Linked DNA regions of Danio rerio: region 2 is linked to region 1. The links are chromatin contacts, called in public Hi-C maps. All regions are on one chromosome and are shown on one strand. The core of a region is the stretch at or near the end of the contact, and the rest is flanking DNA. Distances in the headings are between cores, read along the strand shown.

The links. A called contact is a pair of places that touch in the nucleus more often than the background predicts.
Region 2: a Hi-C map of embryo shows a contact between it and region 1, with 2.2 times the contacts expected there. The contact joins the enhancer-like site here to the promoter of lin7c in region 1. A contact is called at or near these places in 5 of 18 Hi-C or Micro-C datasets (caudal fin, embryo and gastrula embryo) and 1 of 4 datasets of contacts at active chromatin or transcription factors (gastrula embryo).

What each region holds. Positions count from the first base shown.
Region 1 is chr7:31,967,515-31,970,247 of GRCz12tu, reverse strand. lin7c (lin-7 homolog C (C. elegans)) reads left to right here and starts at 1,264. Exons shown (of 5, transcript NM_001362514.1): 1 at 1,264-1,418; 2 at 2,244-2,362. The coding sequence starts at 1,382.
Region 2 is chr7:32,115,082-32,117,931 of GRCz12tu, reverse strand. The region is part of intron 2 of mettl15 (methyltransferase 15, mitochondrial 12S rRNA N4-cytidine); the gene reads right to left. Among named protein-coding and RNA genes, the nearest start is that of mettl15, 47 kb to the right of the region's middle. Within about 2 kb of position 1,416, at least 3 of the 62 cell types and tissues checked have an H3K27ac peak or open chromatin away from gene starts, as enhancers often do.

The DNA of each region.
Region 1 (2,733 bases), core at 15-2,514:
GCCATGATGACAGTAAATAATATTTTACTAGATATTTTTCAATACACTTCAATACAGCTTAAAGTGATATTTAAAGGCTTAACAAGGTTAATTTAACTAGGCAATTAGGCAAGTTATTGTATAATGATGGTTTGTTCTGTATATCAAAAAATATATAGCTTAAAGGGGCTAATAATTTTGACCTTAAATTTTATTATTTTTTTAAATAAAAGTTTCTTTTATTCTAGCCAAAATAAGACAAATAAGACTTTCTCCAGAAAAAGATATATTATCAGACATGCTGTAAAACTTTCTTTGCTCTGTTAAACATAATTTGGGAAATATAAAAAAAAAGAAAAAAATACAAAAGTACAACAATTATTTTTGCTTGATAAAAAAAAAAAACGTGCCGTTTGGTCATCAATATTTAATATTTCAAAGTCATATATATGTATTTGTATCCTCTATAAATGTTTTTTCTAAGAAAAATAGTTTTACAAAAATATGTAATTTGTTATCATTAATTACTTCAACAAAATAAACATTTTTAAAGCATTAATTAATCTTAACATTTTTTAGCATTAGCAACAAATAATTTTTATTTAAATAATATATAAGTAAACATATTTCATGTAACTAATATAACAGAACCAACAATGAAAACACAGTCATATATTTCTTGATAGTAATGTGATAACATTGTTAAAGTTTTTTAAATGTATCATCTGATGTCAAAATAACCCAAAAATAATACCCTAAAGTGTGCCTAAAGATTTCTAAAATAAACAGTTGTAGTCTGAATTGTAAAAAAAAAATTTAATAAATAAATAAATAAATAAATCATCATATATAAATGCATTCCTTACCTGGAATAAACTATTCATTCATATGGTTTAAAATGTATGGAAATATTTCTGCCCTTGGATTCTGATTGGCTAATACATTATCCAATTGAGCGTGGGTTATGTTGTTGACCATATATCACTGTATAGCTGCCATAACATTATTTTCTTAACTAGTCCAGTAACATATTACTGACAGTAAAACAGCCCTATTACACGTGTCTACTATCTGAATTGTAATAATTTATGCAGTCAAACTCGATGTCCTAAACAAAATACCAAGTCGAACAGTCCATATTTGCTTTAAATATATTGTTTAATGTTAAAATTATATATAATATATTCCAATTTCATTGAGAAAATCATAATAAAGTCAGTTTGTTATGGTATGCAAAGTGTCTGCGCGGAAGCAACGCAGGAATGACGCTCTTGACGCTCATCCGTAATCTCGGTGCATTAGCCACAACGCTTAAGCTCAGCAAGCTAACAGCAACAAACACAGCCGCCGAGTCGCAACTCTGGAGCTTTCACCAAACGCAAACTCAACAACCAGGGCTATAATGGCCTCTTTAGGAGAACCTGTACGTCTGGAAAGAGGTAAGCCGCGCACCGAGACACTTTCTGCCGTACGTGAAGCAGGATGTTGTGTAAATCACGCTTTTTGTTCTCCCGCTGTCACTTCGTGAGGATGGATTAGTGCTCGACAGAGAGCTAGCATCAATTCACCGTTCGAGATCATACACGTTTTTCTATAAACTAAACTACGTTCACAAAACGTATAAAATGTGCAATACGGACATTTATATGTCGTTAAAGCGGTGAGTTTACGTTCAACGAAAGGAAAACACGAGGGTAGCTGTCAAAAGCGTTAATCTTTTGTGAGCTCTGTTAGCATGGGCACTTCAGGTCAGAGATCAGTGCATCTGAGTATTTCTAGGGGTTAGTAAAGTCTTTCAGTGACGTCCTAATAGTCAGCAACTTATTTTGAGTTTAACTGAAGCTTTAATACACAGTAGAGTTAACTTAGGCTAGTAGATCAGCTAAAACTCTGATTTATGACCGTCTGTTTTTATCTTAATATTTACATGTATCTGTATAAATCAAGAAGAAACCGGTAAGTAGCATTATAATAGTAAATAATTTCATTCTTAAGTTATTTAGTTTTTATTTACAAACATTATTTCTTTTGGGTAGCGTTAAATTATATACTAGTAACGTTACATACAATATATGGCGCAATATTAATAACAACAACAACAACAATAATATTTGTCATAAAGAAAGGATTTGCTAAAATGTTATCTGCGGTCCGTGTTGTTGTTTTATTTATCAGGGAAAGCTGTTTAGCCACAGACAACATCTCCAGATGGCATGATGCAAATGATTATCCATGGTCTTGGTCTTACATATGTTATTCTACAGACATATCTCGTGCCATTGAGCTGCTGGACAAGCTCCAGAGAACAGGGGAAGTGCCACCCCAGAAGCTGCAAGCCCTTCAGAGGGTTTTGCAGAGCGAGTTCTGCAAGGCCGTAAGGGAGGTAAGTGTTCCAACATCACATTCATGCTTTCAAGTTAAATTTAAACGTCTTCTTACAATTTTGAGGGATGTAAACAATAACAACGGTCCTGACATATTTCCGTTTTTTAATTTATTAAAATTTATTTAAATTTCCAAAGATTCTAAGAGTCCAAGATGTTCCACATATTGATAAATAGTGTTACGATAGCTGTTATAACATCAAGTTATGAATAAATTGTCTCGTTACAGGTATAAAATAGTTTGATAACAAGCAGAAAATGTTCATTGGCCAATGACATTACCACATTGAAATGGTCTATAAAATTTCTAGGTTTGAAAACTGGGGATTGTTTTGCATTGGTTACCTTTTTAATGCTACGAATTAACCTT
Region 2 (2,850 bases), core at 167-2,666, 150 kb before region 1:
CAGCCTGAAAGCACAACATCCTGTGTGTTTAAAAATACATTTTAAAATGAAGCTCTCACGACAGTTCATACCACGCTTTTGAGTGGTTTCTAATTTTAATGCAGAAGCATTAAAAGTATTCTCCTCCTCGGGAGCCTGTAACGACAAGCTAAAGCAAAGCGAAGCAGTTCTGTGCTGTTAAGATCAATCAGTAACATCCTCCAGCTAAACTTTATAACCTTGATGGCTTTGAAGGAGTTGTCTCTTCTTCTAAAACCATAGTGACGCAAGATGCAACATCCTAGCATCAAATGCGACAACCTCTGACTACCTCTACCATGACGAAAGCACTGAGCAAGCCCAAAATAGCGTACCAGTCCCGTGGGACAACCACTGGGTGTTGGCTCAGAGTATCTCTGTGTTATTTTTCTTACTCGGTTCTTTTTTTCTGGAGCTTTCTTTCTCCTGGTCACTGGTTTTGTTTACGTGCAGGGTGAACAGGATTGATGGAAGAGTCTGTTTTTAGAAGGATAAAATAAAACAGACTGAAAAATTCATGTCTCCTGCAGCATAGTCAGACAGCAATCTCTTTTTATGGGATGCTGCCCCTTTAAGAAACCTGCCTTCTCCACTGCCGGAGATGGACGTAACAACTCCCTGAAGGATTTGGCTATAATGGGCTTGGCATTTGCAATGGTGATTGACACTGAAGACGAAGTGAGTCATCTGCATTGATATTTCATACAGAGTGGTGTTGAAGGCCAGTTTCCCTGGTCTTTGTGGACCAATACAGCTTTGGGAAAAGAAGAGGGGTGAGACGCACGTGAAGAACACGAGAGACTGCATCGGAACCGCGCACTGGTCCTTCACAAGTAAAAGAAATCAATACGGCCTCTTTCACCGACACGTCACAAGTCAGCGATGTAATGACAGCACTGAAAATGATCAGGATTAAACATAAATCAAGTTTTACAAAGTTGTCTTGAATACAAAATGAGGTCAGGAATAAAAACAAGACCTCGCAGGCTGCATCTTCTGCCTTTGCCAGCAGAGGGAACAGGAGAGTAAGGAGTCACTTTGAATTTCAAAGTGAACTCAGGAGGGTCACCGTCACCAGACAGAGTTTCCAGTCAAGCATACTCTGTCACGGACTGTCAAACTACGGTTTGTGTAAAAAATGCTAAGCACGCATCAACAAGACAAAGCCATGGCAAAGAACAGATGACCCACACTGCCAGTCAAGTACCACTTCTCGCCTTGGCGTACAACACAGACAAACATGGAACAGGACAAGAGACAGAAAGATGAGTCAATGGACCTGTCTCTCAATTGCACGCTGCAATAAGTGAAGAAGGCCGGCAACCTGAGAGATGCTACAAATTCTACCTGTGTCTCCCATGCCCAGTTCAGTTACAGCAGGGGATCTAAAATGTCAACCAGGGGAAGTTTTGGAAATATCTTCTTACACCAACAGACGCACCATTAAGGAGAGAGACCGACTAGAACAGGATCGCTTTTCCTCATCATGTGGTTGCCATGGCACAAAGGAGATGGGGGGTGGGGGTGGAAACTGGTGGCTTGTTACTTTTTTTTCCATTCTGTGTTCGAGCTTAACACAAGATTCAGTTTACATGTAATTTGTAGGTTTGCTAATGGAGAGCATGTATCCGTCGGATACACCACTCACAAGCTATTGGCACAATATGTAGAGCAATAGCAACACTTGTTCTTAAGCAATAGGTTGTATCAGAACATGAACAGTATCAAAACCATAGGCACCAAACAAATGCCCTCTCTGTCCGTTACAAGTCATTCTTGCTACACACTTTCATCAGCATAATCTTGCACATCAACCAGAGATTAGTTCATTGATCAGGCTAGGCTTGAGATTGAAAAAAGTAACACCACATGCATTCAGGCCTCCGAGAGACTGTCAACCCCTGCTGGGAAATGGGAGTTTCCAGCATAATTATCCCCTTGTCACTAATTTGCATAACTTGCTGGATGATTGACATCTGCTGACAAAACCCTGAAATGTAATGATTAGATTTGTACACCTCTGTGTGGTACAGCTGTGCGACTAGCATAGCAAATGTGTCTGTGAGCACACAGTGTGGGTTGTTACAAATAAAATAAACCTGTTGGAACCACAGATATGCACATTAAATTGCTATTTACAAAGCCCAATGTACACTAATTTGTTTTGTTTTGTATTGATTTCAACTCGATGAATTCAACAGGGATCCACCATTTACAGTTCTGGCCTCCAGTTCTCTCTCTTTACAGAAGGAGTGAGTCAATAAATTATTTGCAAGATACAGGAAACAACTGTAAGCTTAAAGTAGTTTTAGTCTGTTTTGTTTGCATATTGGTTTTTTTTTTTAATCAAAATAAAAACAACTTGATTGAAGTTGAAAGTAGTTTATGTTTTGCATATATATATATATATATATATATATATATATATATATATATATATATATATATATATATATATATATATGTATATATATATATATGTATATATATATATATATATATATATATATATATATATATATATATATATATATATATATATATCAAAAAGGGCACTTATATATCCACATAACCAAATTTTCAAAATAGGTCCAGGTGCTTCCATGTATGAATAACAACCCAGGCTCATTCTGAAAACGTACCTCTATGTATATTTCTGGAGAGTGACAAATATTTCCCAGAAGTAACATTTTTTTGCAGCTTTTGTTTTCACAAATCCACCCGAAGCCACTGTGTATGCTTTCTGAGATCTCAAATTTCTCTCCCATGTGCCATTCGTGCCTGCTCTTCTCACGTAAATCCACCAGAGGCCACTTTCGAATGACTGTTTGA